3 separate regions of the Sus scrofa genome follow, and regions 2 and 3 are each linked to region 1. The links are chromatin contacts, called in public HiChIP or PLAC-seq maps. All regions are on one chromosome and are shown on one strand. Each heading gives the region's core, a stretch centred on a gene start, on an enhancer-like site or on the middle of the called end of the contact. The rest is flanking DNA. Distances are from core to core; before and after follow the strand shown. Region 1 holds the start of ZFHX3 (zinc finger homeobox protein 3). Region 2 overlaps ZFHX3 (zinc finger homeobox protein 3). Region 3 overlaps ZFHX3 (zinc finger homeobox protein 3).

Evidence for each region. HiChIP or PLAC-seq counts read pairs in DNA pulled down with a chosen protein or histone mark.
Region 2: an H3K27ac HiChIP or PLAC-seq map of skeletal muscle shows a contact between it and region 1. The contact joins the enhancer-like site here to the promoter of ZFHX3 in region 1. A contact is called at or near these places in 9 of 47 Hi-C or Micro-C datasets (adipose tissue, embryonic fibroblasts, fibroblasts and 5 more) and 2 of 2 datasets of contacts at active chromatin or transcription factors (alveolar macrophages and skeletal muscle).
Region 3: an H3K27ac HiChIP or PLAC-seq map of skeletal muscle shows a contact between it and region 1, with 5 times the contacts expected there. The contact joins the enhancer-like site here to the promoter of ZFHX3 in region 1. A contact is called at or near these places in 17 of 47 Hi-C or Micro-C datasets (adipose tissue, brain, embryonic fibroblasts and 10 more) and 2 of 2 datasets of contacts at active chromatin or transcription factors (alveolar macrophages and skeletal muscle).

Annotation. Positions count from the first base shown.
Region 1 is chr6:15,938,350-15,942,703 of Sscrofa11.1, forward strand. ZFHX3 (zinc finger homeobox protein 3) reads right to left here and starts at 2,952. Exons shown (of 10, transcript XM_021097088.1): 1 at 2,661-2,952.
Region 2 is chr6:15,767,847-15,771,929 of Sscrofa11.1, forward strand. All of the region lies in intron 4 of ZFHX3 (zinc finger homeobox protein 3), which reads right to left. Among named protein-coding and RNA genes, the nearest start is that of ZFHX3, 170 kb to the right of the region's middle. Within about 2 kb of position 1,640, at least 15 of the 83 cell types and tissues checked have an H3K27ac peak or open chromatin away from gene starts, as enhancers often do. A contact at or near this core is called in omental adipose tissue and skeletal muscle, where this site is marked.
Region 3 is chr6:15,741,522-15,746,073 of Sscrofa11.1, forward strand. All of the region lies in intron 4 of ZFHX3 (zinc finger homeobox protein 3), which reads right to left. Among named protein-coding and RNA genes, the nearest start is that of ZFHX3, 200 kb to the right of the region's middle. Within about 2 kb of position 2,655, at least 7 of the 83 cell types and tissues checked have an H3K27ac peak or open chromatin away from gene starts, as enhancers often do. A contact at or near this core is called in fetal skeletal muscle, omental adipose tissue and skeletal muscle, where this site is marked.

The sequences.
Region 1 (4,354 bases), core at 1,702-4,201:
TGCTTTGAGCCCTGGAGGAGTATTTCTAGGTTCTCACACTAACACTTCAGAAGCCAAAAAAAAAAAAAAAAAAAAAAAGCCCCAATGTCCAAAAGGAATAATAGCACACAGTTACAATAAGGGCACACTCCCTAGACACCACTTGTGACCAGAACTAAAGGAAGCCAGCCGTGCCATCATTCGCCCCAGAAAATGCTTTACTAGTAGTCTGCAATTACAGATTTATGCTAATGAACTAACAACCTTTGGGTCACCTGAGGTGAACCAGGCCTAGCCTGGGAGTGTCCAGTAATCATCATTTAAAGTCATAATGATGAAAACTGAAATCTCACTTAGTTTAGCTCCTTGCCACTGGGCAGTCCAATTGGCACCGAGTTTATACAGCAGTTAAATCCAACCCCAAAGCAGCAAGAAGGCGGGCACTGCACTGTCCTGTTGGGAAGAGCCAAACAGAGGCCTGCTGAGAAGACTGTTTTATTTGGGCCCTTTCCACCCTCCCTGAGTATTCACTTGTGCAAATAAAAGACGGAAGGGAAGAAACCAAAATTAAAGTTTCAGGTGGCTGGAGAAGCAGTCAGATTTTTTTTTTTTTTTTTTTTTTTTTGGAAGAGTTAGCAAGTGTTTCTCAATAGTCCCCTGTCAATCAAAGCTGTTTTCAGGAGAACTGGAAAACAGCAGCTCTATCCCATAGAAAATGCAGCCATTTCCAAAGAGAGTTGGGAAAGGGACGTGATCCATGTGATAAAGACAGAAGGTCTCCAAGTCACTTAATTCCCTGTGACTCCAAAAGGACTGTTTTTAAAGTGTAAAAGTGCTTGCTTCTGCATCTGCCCCATGTTGTTAAATAACACTTGTGTAATTAAATGAAAGAGCAACGTGTGACCCTGGCCCATTCTGAGAGGCACTTACACGCTCTCTGAAAACACGCTGGAAACTAAATGCAGACAATCTCCTTAGTCCTGTAATTTAAGGAAGGGAGAGAGGGAAAGTTTTCTCTTGGCCCTCAGAGCGCCACATGCCCTCTGAAAGGGGGCCTTCGGGGGGCTCCGAGGAACAGAAGGAACACAAATACAGGTGTGCAAACATCCAGGTACGGACCTCTCTCCAATGACCCCATTGTTGAGACCCTTATGTTACTGAGAACCTCTGTGGCCTGACTTCCCTCACATTCCACCACCTTGGTTCCCTAATTGCTTTTCAGGCTGGGCGACAAGAAGGCTTCAGAATCTCAGGCCGCCAGTGGCTGTTGTGGTAACAAGGAACAGGCCCAGGTTCCAGGCCTCGGCCTGTCTTGATCAGGTTGCCCTGGAAGGTGCCTGTTTGCCTCTCAGCTGCAGTTTCTGCCCCCAGCACTCACGCCTCCCTCTGCAGCCCAGGCTGCTGGAGCTCGTGATTTTTAGGCTTTCCCCTTGAAACCTATCCAGAAACCACAGCCATTAAAAGAACATGAAGGTTTGACACCTCCTGAATTTAGGAATGAGGGGACTCCAGGGGCCGACTCTACACCTGCTGCTTGACGGCAGAGAAACCAAGTTCTCCAGCCAGCGCGAGCTTTAAACTATACTCCATGTATTTAGTCACCTTTTGCCAAGGATCTCAAAGCACAGGGTGAAATAAGACGACGGGAAACTTCCTCACTATCTGCCTTCGAGGCTTAAGGTTGTCTTCCTTGCTCTGCCTTGATGCATTCCACCATCCAGGCCCAGGACTGAGGGAGAGGCCTTCTCCCGGTGCCCAAGTGGGCCATCAGCCCTCTCTGAGGTTATCTGTCGGTGGCTTCTATAGTTCTCCAGGCCAGTTAAATGACTCAAATAGTGGGTGCAGGAAGGGATGACCCCCCTGGATTCACCTGCTTGAGAGTTGCATTTAAACCACTTTATGGCACGTGCACTTCAGTGCCAGGCAATGCACCAGGCAGGCAGGGGCTGTGATCTTTGCCCTCTGGGCATTTTCCCATCATTATCACACAGGTATGTCCAAAGCAGAAAGGACCATTTTCCAGAAAGTTCTTTCCCCTCTAGCCTACCATGATTACTTTTGTCTTCTTCTGCCACTGACCTAACTTGGGCCTTCTTCCCCTTCTTTTAACAGGACAAACATCTCAGCTCTCCCTCCTGACCACCCCGCTTTCCATGGAAATGGACGCAGCTCTGGTTTTCCCAGAGTGCCCACAAACTCAAATGAGTCTATCTTCAAAGGTGCCTTCCAGCTCCACGAACTCTGATTCTCCCTTTAATTACTCCCCAACAAGCGCATTCTTCGCATTGTTTCCAACTGGCCGGTGACTTCTCTTGTGATGAAAAGGGTGCATTTTTAGGCAATGGAACCCAAACTTCTAAATGACACCAGCACCGCAAATATTCAACCGGCAGGAACTAATCCAAAAGCAAAATAAGGAAGGCAGAAGGGAGGGGAAGAAAGATGGAAGGGAGGGAAGGAGGAAGGGCCTGACTCGGTGCTGAGCGCGATGCAGAGGCTCTCACCCCAGGTAGGTTCCAACTGGGAGTCAGGTAGTTCAGGTGCATCCAGCCTGCCCTTCCCCCACATGCCCCAAGAGAATGGGAAGTTCAGCCAAGACTCGCAGCACCTGCCTGCAGCTCTAGGCCGGCTGCGCGAACCCGCGGGCAGGCGGGCCGGCGGGGGCGGGAGGCTGCACTCACCTGGCACACAAAGGCTCCGCACACCTCCAGAGGGAGGAGGCACTCGCAGGTCCGGGGGCCGCGGCGGGCGCGACCACGGGAAATTCCAGCGGCACCCGAGCCCCGAACGCACCCACCCCAGGCGGCATTCTCCCCACCTCCCGCTGCCCCCGGGGCTCCGAGCTGGCTCTGGCTAGGTGCGAGGGGGCCCGGGGCAGGGGAGGGGGGCTCATGCTCGCGGCCCCGGCCGGGCCGGCGGTCGCCCCTCCCCGGGAGGGAGGGCAGGTCCCCGGGCGCGAGGCGGGGATTCACCCACGGGGCGCGGCGCTCGCGTCCCCGTCCCCGGCCTGCCCGCTGCCGGCTCCGCCGCCCGCCCGGAATGGCTTTATGTAAATGAAGCTCAACTCGCAGTTCGCGGCGCGCACCGCCCGGGGAAGGGGGGCAGGCGGGGCGGGGGGCCTTCGGGGATCCACATTACACGGCAACAAAGCGGAAGGTTAATTTGAAACTCACAGCCCCGCCGCCGCTCGGCTCCCCGGGCAAAGCCTGACATCTACAGTCGTGCCGGGCGTAGGCCGGGTGCTGGGCTGCGGCCGCGCCCGCGGGGACACAGGGACACACGGGCGCGCGAGGCCCGAGCGCTCGGCCGCGCTCCGGGCACGGGCCTCCAGGCAGGCTGGGCCGCGCGCACCCGGGGACAGGAGCCCTGGGCGGCTCGGCCTGCGCCGCGCGGAGAACCGGCCGGGCGGGCGGGAACAAAGCCCGGTCCTCCCCGGGCGCTGACCCCTCACTCATCAAAAGTCGGGGGCCGGCCTAGAATCGGGCGAGAAGAAAGGGACGCGCCCTCGGCTACAACAAGGAGCCTGGGGCCTCCGGACCAGAGCCATGGGTCTCTGGGCCCCATCCACGTCACAGCCAGGCCACTCTAGCGTGGGGACATTAGCCAATGTGGACAGGAATTTATTTGCAACACACACCCATCCTATTAACTGCTTTACAGAGAACTTCTGTTTTCAGCTGCGGAAACTTATAAAAAACATCCCCTGCTCTCCAGTGACAGCTTAAGGATAGTTTTTCATGGGAGAGAAGGAAAAAAGAGAAAGACAGAGGGGAAGAAAAGTCGCAGCCTGCAATTAACCTTACAGTATCTTTAACAAGACGCCTTAAAAGCCACAGATAAGACGTATAGATCATGCCCTGCGTAAGGAGCTTCTACCACCCAGGTCAAATTTAATGGGGCTGCCCCGTTGGTCCAAGCAATTGCTGGACACTTTTATACCGCCCCAGGTTCACTTTCTCCATTCTGACATGCAAAGGCAGCACCACAGAAATCTCACCGGAAGTCCCCTGTCCCCCTGCCAGAATCCCACTGCTAGGTCTGAATTTACTCCCGACTCTCTGCATAGAAAAGCACCTGCTTTTACCCTTTCTGAAAGCCACCCACCCAGGCTGGCCCCACAGCCTTGAGAGTCCTTTCTGACTGCACAATAATGAACCGTGCAAGTGTTAGAAATATAATAAGCTCATGAGGCGAAGCGCTGTATGTATGGAATCGTATTAGCATTAAGCACACACTGATGCAGGAGGAAAGGGGTGATGAAAACTAGAAGGCATCTGGCCCAATATAATTCAGGTTCAAATGAACATATCTTACCTGTTGGGGCTAGACAACCCCTCTCTACATTTCAGCCCAAGTAAGAGACTCAGGGAAAAAA
Region 2 (4,083 bases), core at 390-2,889, 170 kb before region 1:
CCACCCGCCTCCAGGGCGGCCGACAGGGACTCCACACTGGCACCTGCAGGCGATGCCTCAGACCACGCCACCCCGGGAGCTGAGTGCAGCCTGGGTTCCAGAGTGCCACCTTCCCCGGGATTCCCAGGTGCCTTGGCATGCTTCCAGCTCTGAAAATGGCCATGTCAGATGCTGAAGACGCTGATATGGCCAGTCAGCCAGCAATTATGGACAGCCTCAGATGTGTCCAGTGCAGGGCTATTTTCTGGGCATTGCTCATCAAAATGAAGCCTTAGTTAACAGAGCCCATGAGGTGGCAAAATGCGTTCCCCCATGTGATACCCAAGGCTCACTGAATTATAGGTGAATCCGTATGTTCTAGGTCTTAAGAAACCACCACCACCATTTTGGTTTTTCAAGAATAGGAAATTCTCCAGACTGCATGAAAAACGGAAAAATTAAAACAATAACGACAACTACAGAAACTCTGAGTTTCAAAAAAAAAAAAAAAAAAAAGGCAAGGAGAGTTCTTTTTCCTCCGTTTCAGGCTACTGCCCTGCTAGGTCTGTAAAGAATTGGGAAATTTAAGGATGACTCTCTAGACTGGGTAACTAATTCACTGCATCGGGGCTGAGAAGCCAAGTCGCTCTGCCCACCAGAATCCTTCATCTTTCAGACAAAGGTCTTTCTTGCTGTTTCCACCACCTGATCGTGTGAACAGCCCGCGAGAGGGAGGGAAGGGACCACAGCGCCGCAGTCTGAATGCGAGGCAGCCAATCAGAACTAATCTCTGCCCTGGAAGTAAATTCGGCGTCTGTTCCCTGATCTGGTGCCCAGGAGGGCTCAGGCGGTGGTGGCGGGGTTGGGGGGGGCTCATTTCCCTTTATGCCCCCTTGCCCCCAGCTGGTACCCCCAAAACAAACAAGGGACTTTCTGGGCAATGCCCTTCAACCCAATCAGCCACGGAAGAAATTATTTTAGACCAGGTCCAAGACTAAATCCAAAGCAATGAACTTGACATTAAGACTTATTTATTTATTTCTCCCTTCACGAACAGAAGGTTAATATAAGAGCAACTCCTTGGCAAACCTTTAAGGGTAATTCAAGCGACACTGATGTGAATCAATGTTCCCTTTGTGAACACATTACTTGGCAGAAACTGGCTTTTTGTAACCCCCTTAAACCTAGCCAGCAAAACAAAAAGAAGGGGGAAAAATGTCCTTCAAACAAAAGGATGAGGTGAAAATAAAGAGTGAGTTGACCGCACTTTATTCTCTTTCATAGAAGCAAATGGATCTGGTGCTTTTATACATTAATCAATCAATATCACTGACTGTACATCAGCAGGGTAGCCAAGTTATGAATGACCTTTCTGGCAAAGAGGACACTTTTAATGCTCATAAGACTGCTCATAGCTTAGCAACTTTCCGAATTTATGCCTGCATGATTACCCCTTAGAGGCGAGTGGCCGTTAGCGCTGCACTAAATATGGCAAGGTTAGTCGTCTCCAATTTGTGCAGAGGGAAGGAGAGACGTGGACACGCTGCCCTGTTTCTGCACCAGCTGTGGCAGCCTGGGCGAGGTGGAGGGCAGAGGCTCTGGCAGCCTCGGGTCCCTGCCCGGCTGGCCGGGCTGGCCCCCCTTCCAGAAAGCTGGCCCACCTCCTGCTCAGCTCCAAGCCAATCCAAACAGGGCCATTTCAGGGAGCTAATCTAGAAAGCCATGCCCGGCTCAACCTGGGCCTCAGTCTGCTTCTCACGCTCAGCTCCCGAGGCCACCGAGCTGGCAGATGGGCAGGGTTGGCCACGGCAGGGCATCCCCAGGCTCCCCCGATACGCTGTCCACTCCGCTCCCAGCTGCACCCCTACAAGCCCTCCCTGAATTGACTGATGCCTCCAACCTGGCGAGAGAACTTCACGTTTCCAAAAAGAGAACTAGCTTTCATCTTGAAGTTGGTTTTTTTAAAAAAGCAATTCACAGAAAGGCATTTCTACCAAAAAGATGAACTGACTTCCTCTCTCCAGAAATATCCAGCTCAGCTAAATAAACAGTTGGTCCAATCCTCTCTTATCTCTCCCTCTCCCCAGCTCAGCCATGTTCTCCAGGCCCCGAAGGCTGGAGAGTTCTCTGGATTCCATTCCTTGTGGGTGGAAATGGGGCAAAGGCCCGTCTGTGGGTGTGGGTTTCCATGACAACCATCACCGGCTCAGTGCGGCCACGTGGGGACACAGCCCACCACCCATCACCAGCGCAGCTTTCCTCCGGCAACTCTCCTGCTACGGTTGTGGTGGAAATCTCCAGAAATCTGTTGGCCCATCCACAAGGCCTTGCTTTTTTTCTGTCTCCCAGAGAGGGAAATGCAGACATAGAGAACATTTAAAATAGAGCCTTTTTTTTTTTTTTTTTTTTTTTTTTTTTTTAAGGGAGGCAATAGGGAAGTTTCCAGGCTAAAGGTCAAATCGGAGCTGCAGCTGCCGGCCCACATCGAGTCGCGTCTGCAACCTACACCATGGCTCATGGCAACGCCGGATCCTTAACCCATGGAGCAAGGCCAGGGACTGAACTCACATCCCCATGGATGCGAGCCGAGTTCTTAACCCACTGAGCCACAGTGGGAACTCCCTAAAACAGAGCCTTAACTTCACACGAAATTACAACAGAAGAAACCAGAGGCTGAACTCAGCATCTTGACTAGAACACAGGCAGAGTTCAGGGCAGTGGTGAGTTTTACCAACACCCTTCTTCAGTCTTCAGAGAGCTTCCCGGCTATACGAGTAAACACAGGGCACTGGTCAGAGGAAATGAGTCTCCGTGTGGTAAACCTGAAGTCAGGAGAGGTCACTTACAGGGGACCTAAGCCCCGGAGTGGTCCTGACCCCCAGGCAAGAGGCTCAGAGGCCTGTGTGCAGAAATGGGCGACACATGACAACACCAACAAGGAGAAGCCCATGGGTGTGTGTGACTCCGAGGAGCCCGGGGCAACTACACTCGCTGCAGCCCTGCACTGCTTTCCTCCTTTTTGCAGACCCAGTCCTCTCTGTCAGCGTGCCCGACTTAGATAAATAATACTGGGCTCCCGGACGATTATTTTTTAAGAGATTCAGATTCGCGTCCAGAAAATCCACCTTCGGTTTAGAGCCCAGGCGAGCGGGGTGCCCTGACCAAGTTGGGATCTGGGGTGATGCTCAGACAGCCCTTCCCGACTCATCAGGTACTGGTTTGAAGGTCTCTGTTCTCCCGTGGGAAGTTGCAAATACAAGTATTTAACCACTATAAAAACCTTCTTCAGTTTTCACTCATTTTTTCCCCCTTTTCATCACTTTACCAATATCAAAAACTTGACCCTTTCTGCCTTTTTCATAATTTACAAACTTTTTTTTTTTTGGTCTTTTTGTCTTTTTAGGGCCACACCTGTGGCATATGGAGGTTCCCAGGCTAGGGGTCCAATCAGAGCTGTAGCCACCAGCCTACACCACAGCCAGAGCCACGCCAGATTGGAGCCGCATCTGCGACCTACACCACAGCTCATGGCAACGCTGGATCCTTAACCTGCTGAGCCAGACCAGGGATCGAACCCGCGTCCTCATGGATGCTAGTCAGGTTCACTACCACGGAGCCACGACGAGAACTCCATAATTTACAAACTCTTAAGTCATGCCACGAGGCGGGTCTCCCTCCCACGTGGGAAAGGATTTGGCTAAATGCTCCGTCAATCTTCCTTTCTGGGCCTTTACACAAGCCCGGTTGTTCCTCTGACATCTTTCAAAAGTTCATCTCTTATCTAATCACTGTAAATGATGATCTGTGTGTGGGTGTGAGTGTGTGTGTGCGCGTGTGCATGTGCACGAGCACGAGCACAAAGGTGCCTTCTCAGGCTCGCAGGGTTTCCCCAGATGACAAACACCACGTCACCCCCTTTCTTTGCCTTCTTCTCCTGCCTGGCCGACGGCGACTAGCCATGGCATGCCTTTCCCCCTGGCCTTCCCCTCCCTCTGCAGATGATGCCAACCCACCGCCAACAACTGGCAGACACGATCGTGAACATCGGCACCTCTCTTCTGGAAGCACCTTGGTACCTACCGGTCTCTACAGCCACAGGGCTGT
Region 3 (4,552 bases), core at 1,405-3,904, 200 kb before region 1:
TGAAGGAATGACTCCATCCGAGTTCTTGAAATTGCATGCAAAAAAGGAGCCCCATGTTAGCGTCCTGCCTAACTCCACCGGCACTGGGGACTGGCGTTAAACTAGATGCAACCCCACCTTTGACCCTCATAAGGTCTCACGGTGCCTGCGCATGTGCCAGACAGTGGCGGGAGGTTTTACAGTCATTCATATTCTGAAGACTCACAGAGTCTCAGTGCCATGACCGCAGCAATGGGAAGAGGTCTAGAATGTGGACATCTGGGGGCATGCCAGGCAGCAATGGCGAGAAGCTCTATTTGCAGAGAAAAGGGACAAAAAGGGCATTGGAATCCTACATGTCCATTTTGGAGCCCCTGCATTTTTTTACCCAGCACGGGCTTAAAACAAACCAAGGAAATTCTCTCCATCGCCGCACATGTGGCTTGAGGGAAGGAAGAAGAACCATTGTTTCCAACATTAAATTAATCACAAAGTAAAATGCGACTGGCTTGCTGAAGTGGGGATGAGGAGGATAAGACGCTCTGAGGCCGAGGGAGAGGCAGTGAGACTTTCTCTCTGGCTTCCCTGGCCCTTTGGACAGTTATCTAAAGCATTCATTAAGAGCAAGTTGAAAGGAGGAGTAAGCCAGGCAAACCAAAGTGGGTTGATGATGAAACATTTTGGGGGAGACTTTGAAGAGCACACCTTCCTGGGTGGAGACACAGAGGCCCCGCCGCGCACGTCTGCCGCCCAAGGCCGGCACGAGATCAAGAGGTCAGAGCCATGGGACCAGGGATGATGGGATTCGGGGTTATGTTCAATGTCGCCCTAGTTCCCTCTAGCCCCGGCTCTACTTTGCAACATTTCCAGGTGTAGTGCCCCCCGATCCACCAGAAAATGGCTTCGAAATTTCATCTCACACAGGAAGTAAAAGGAGTTCAAAGTAAATTGACCTCAGAGGGTTTACAAAACATCTGAGGAAGAAAGTATCTATTAGGAGCCAGATTTTCCTACCTCTTCCCCCAAAGCCAGTAGAAGTCCCAGAACTGGAAAACTGAACTAGGGGTCAGAGAACACGTCTTCATGACCACCGAGAGGGGAGGTAGGAGGCAGCTGTGGGGAACCCGGACGAGAGAAGATGCTGCCTATCATTCTTCTGCCCCACCAAGAGGCTCCTACACCGAACGTCTAGGTCTCCTCCTGCCTCAGTGTACAGGAAAGTTACCATTGAGTCTCCCCATGCCCACCCTTAGTTCGAACGGAGAAAGATCAGGCAGCTTTGGTCTGAGGTCCATCGGCTATACAGCACCACGTGAACACTCCGTATCCTTTAGGGGAGAAAAATACCCATAGAAAGTGCTAGTTGAGCAGTAACAAGCAAGTTACCCCATCTTAATTATGTCCAGGTAGGATGTTCAATGCACATGTTTAGGCTTTTGATAAACCTGTTCCACACTCTATTATAAAATCCATCCTCGAATGCGGATACTAGCATTCAATCAGTATTATTAAACTGGGTCTACCCCAAGCAGCTAGGTCTCTTAAAATATACTCATTTGCCCTAACACATCCTATGATACAAAATACCTCTAAGTACCCATACACTAACCAAACGCGATTATGCAAAGCGATGGCTCACGGGCCCTCCTCTCCGGCACACACACATAACATCAGCACCTTAGACGGAGGCAGTCTGACGCCTGCAAAACAGGGAATACGCTGATGTGATGGACAGTGTCTGGAGGTGCTGCTCTGCAGAGCAGGGAGGAGTTACCCACGGGGGCGGGGCATCTCCAAGGCCAGTGTCTCTCTGCCGTGTGTTACACGGGCTGCAGCCATTCAAGCCAAGCGTTAAGAACTCGTGGTCACTCTGGCACTGACCCCACTTCTTTGAACCTTTCCAAACCAATCTATTCAGAAGACAGAGCCTGAGGAATAAGCTCATCATTCATGCAAGGCGCAAGGAACCCGCATGGCACTCTGTGACACTCCTGGAGCCCATATTCTACGAGCCTACGTGGGTCTTGGCTTTCTTCTGCCCTGGCCCCGCTACACGCAGAAAAGTGAAGGCAGCTGAGCTCCAGTGCGAGGGGAGACGACAGGGGTAAACTTAGGAACTTCTTTTACTTCTCTCCTTCTTCCCCTCCCTTGCCATTTTCTTTAAGGATTTTAAAATCAGGAGCTCCACTGTGGTGCAGTGGAAACAAATCCGACAAGGAACCATGAGGTTGCAGGTTCGATCCCTGGCCTCACTCAGTGGGTTAAGGATCCAGCGCTGCCATGAGCTGTGGTGTAGGTCGCAGATGCGGCTCGGATCAGGCGTTGCTGTGGCTGTGGTGTAGGCCAGCGGCTGGAGCTCAGATTCGACCCTAGCCTGCCTTGGACCCTCCATATAACGCGGGTGCGGCCCTACAAAGCAAGATAGAAAAATGAAAAATTGAGTCGTCTTCTTTTTCAGTTTTTAGATTTAATATTATCATTTCTAATATATTAGACGCCAAAAAGGTGTTGTGTGCTTGGTGGAATGAGGAACAACTGAGAAACGCCTGGACAAGCCAGCTTCGCTTACATGCAGATCCTCACCCTGCGAGAACACCAGGTCCCATTCAGCCCAGGAGGTGCTTCCCTGCAGTTTCAAGTGTGACCTACAGGTGTCGCCCTCTGCATGGCGAGGCCTGGAAGGGCAGCTCGCCACAGGAGGCAGACAGCGTCTGGGCCGCCTAACCTGAGCATGTGGAAATAATATACGTCTTCAAGTGAACTGTCTGGTCCTGGGGAAATAAAATAGGACATTCATAAGCAGTTACACCATCTGTCTTTATACCATCATCATCAACAGCAAGAGGAAAAATAGCTCTTTAAAATGGATGAAAGCCCAGGCTGACAGTAACCAGAAAACTGTGAGCTCTGAATACCAATAAAGGTAGAGAAATGATTTAAAAACAGAGATATAAACTATGAATTCGTCTGGACAGCTCGGGCCCACAATGCTTTGCAGGCAGGGGATGTTCTACTGGTCCCCCAAGCCTCACAGCCACCTCACTAAGACCCAGGCCTAGGCACCTGCAGACAGGACCTGGGGCTCCCTGTCCTAGAAACACGTGGGGACCGGGAGCAGGATGGCATCCAGCCCTGCAACAGCTGCGCCCATGCTCTGAGCTCCTGGGGCTGGTATGTAGCCCAGGCTCCATTTAGGGATGTTCATTTGATACCCACATGCCCAGAGAGTGCCACACAGGGAAGGTTTTTCTCCCCACAGATCACAGAATGCATTTCCCCCCAGTGAAGTCAGTGGCAACTGGCTGGGGTCATCAGAGAAGTCAATTTTTTTTCCTCTATAGTATCAGCTACTGACAGATGGTGGGAACATGCAAAAACCTGATGGATGTGGATCCAGGTTTATGTGGAAAATCCTCTTCCTCAGAAGACAAAGTCACTTTCCTTCCCCAATACATACAACAGCCCCCGTGCTATTCTGCAGGCCAAGAAACACAATTCAAAACCATCTTCTCCCCAAAGAGCTGAACCCAGTATCAGAACCCAACCAGAACCCACCAGGAAGGCCTTCTCAGGGGCACAGCCAGGGCCTGGGTCAGCAAGTTCACCTCTGCTCTCTACGCCCTGTTCTTGGCAGGAAGCAGGGAGGCCCAGTGCATCTCACAAGAAGGTCTGTCCTTCAGAAGACTCCAGAGGGGGGTGCCTCTAACCTCCCCTCGAGGCCGCCGCAGACGCCTACTTCGTGGATACACCCTACAGTAGCCCTGAAACTAGGGCACTGCTCCTACTTGGATGTACTTCCACATTAAAGGGTTAGGGAAATAGAAGCAAATCTTGAATAGGTGTGAGGTCTTCCTGGTGTCCCTTCTGCCCTCAATTTCCATGTAAAACACAGGCTGAAGGCCTTTAAAAAAATCTATTTCCATCACCCTCTCTTTCTGACAACCGCTTCTCCTGACAGCACTCACTGGCGCCCACTCCCGTCTCCTGGGTAAGGGCAGAGCCCTCAGGTGTAAGAACTTCAGCAGGCACTCCGTCTAAAAGGGAAGGGCTCCTGGGGCAGCTTAGGTCTTGGAGTGATGATACCACGGCTCCAGAAGATTTCTCCTCAGTTAAGGCAGTTTTATGTCCCACAAATGCCAAATGTTCTCTCTTTTTTTTCTTTCTTTTTTTTTTTTTAGGTCTTGTGTCCTTTTAGGGCTGCACCCGCGACATATGAAGGTTCCCAGGCTAGGGATTCAATCAGAGCTGTTGCCACTGGCCACAGCCACAGCCACAGCAATGCCAGATCCGAGCCACGTCGGCGACCTACACCACAGCTCACGGCAACACCAGATCCTTAAGCTATGGAACAAGGCCAGGGATCGAACCTGCAACCTCATGGTTCCTAGTCGGATTTGTTTCTGCTGCGCCACGACGGGAACTCCCTAAATGTTCTCTTAACACACCTTCTACTCATGGCGGTGAAGGGGATTGCGTGGTTTGCCCATGTGTGGTGAAGGAGGACCATGGGCCAACTGGCACCCCCTGATGGATGTCGATCCACTGGGGGGCGGTGGGGGCGGTGTCTGCAACA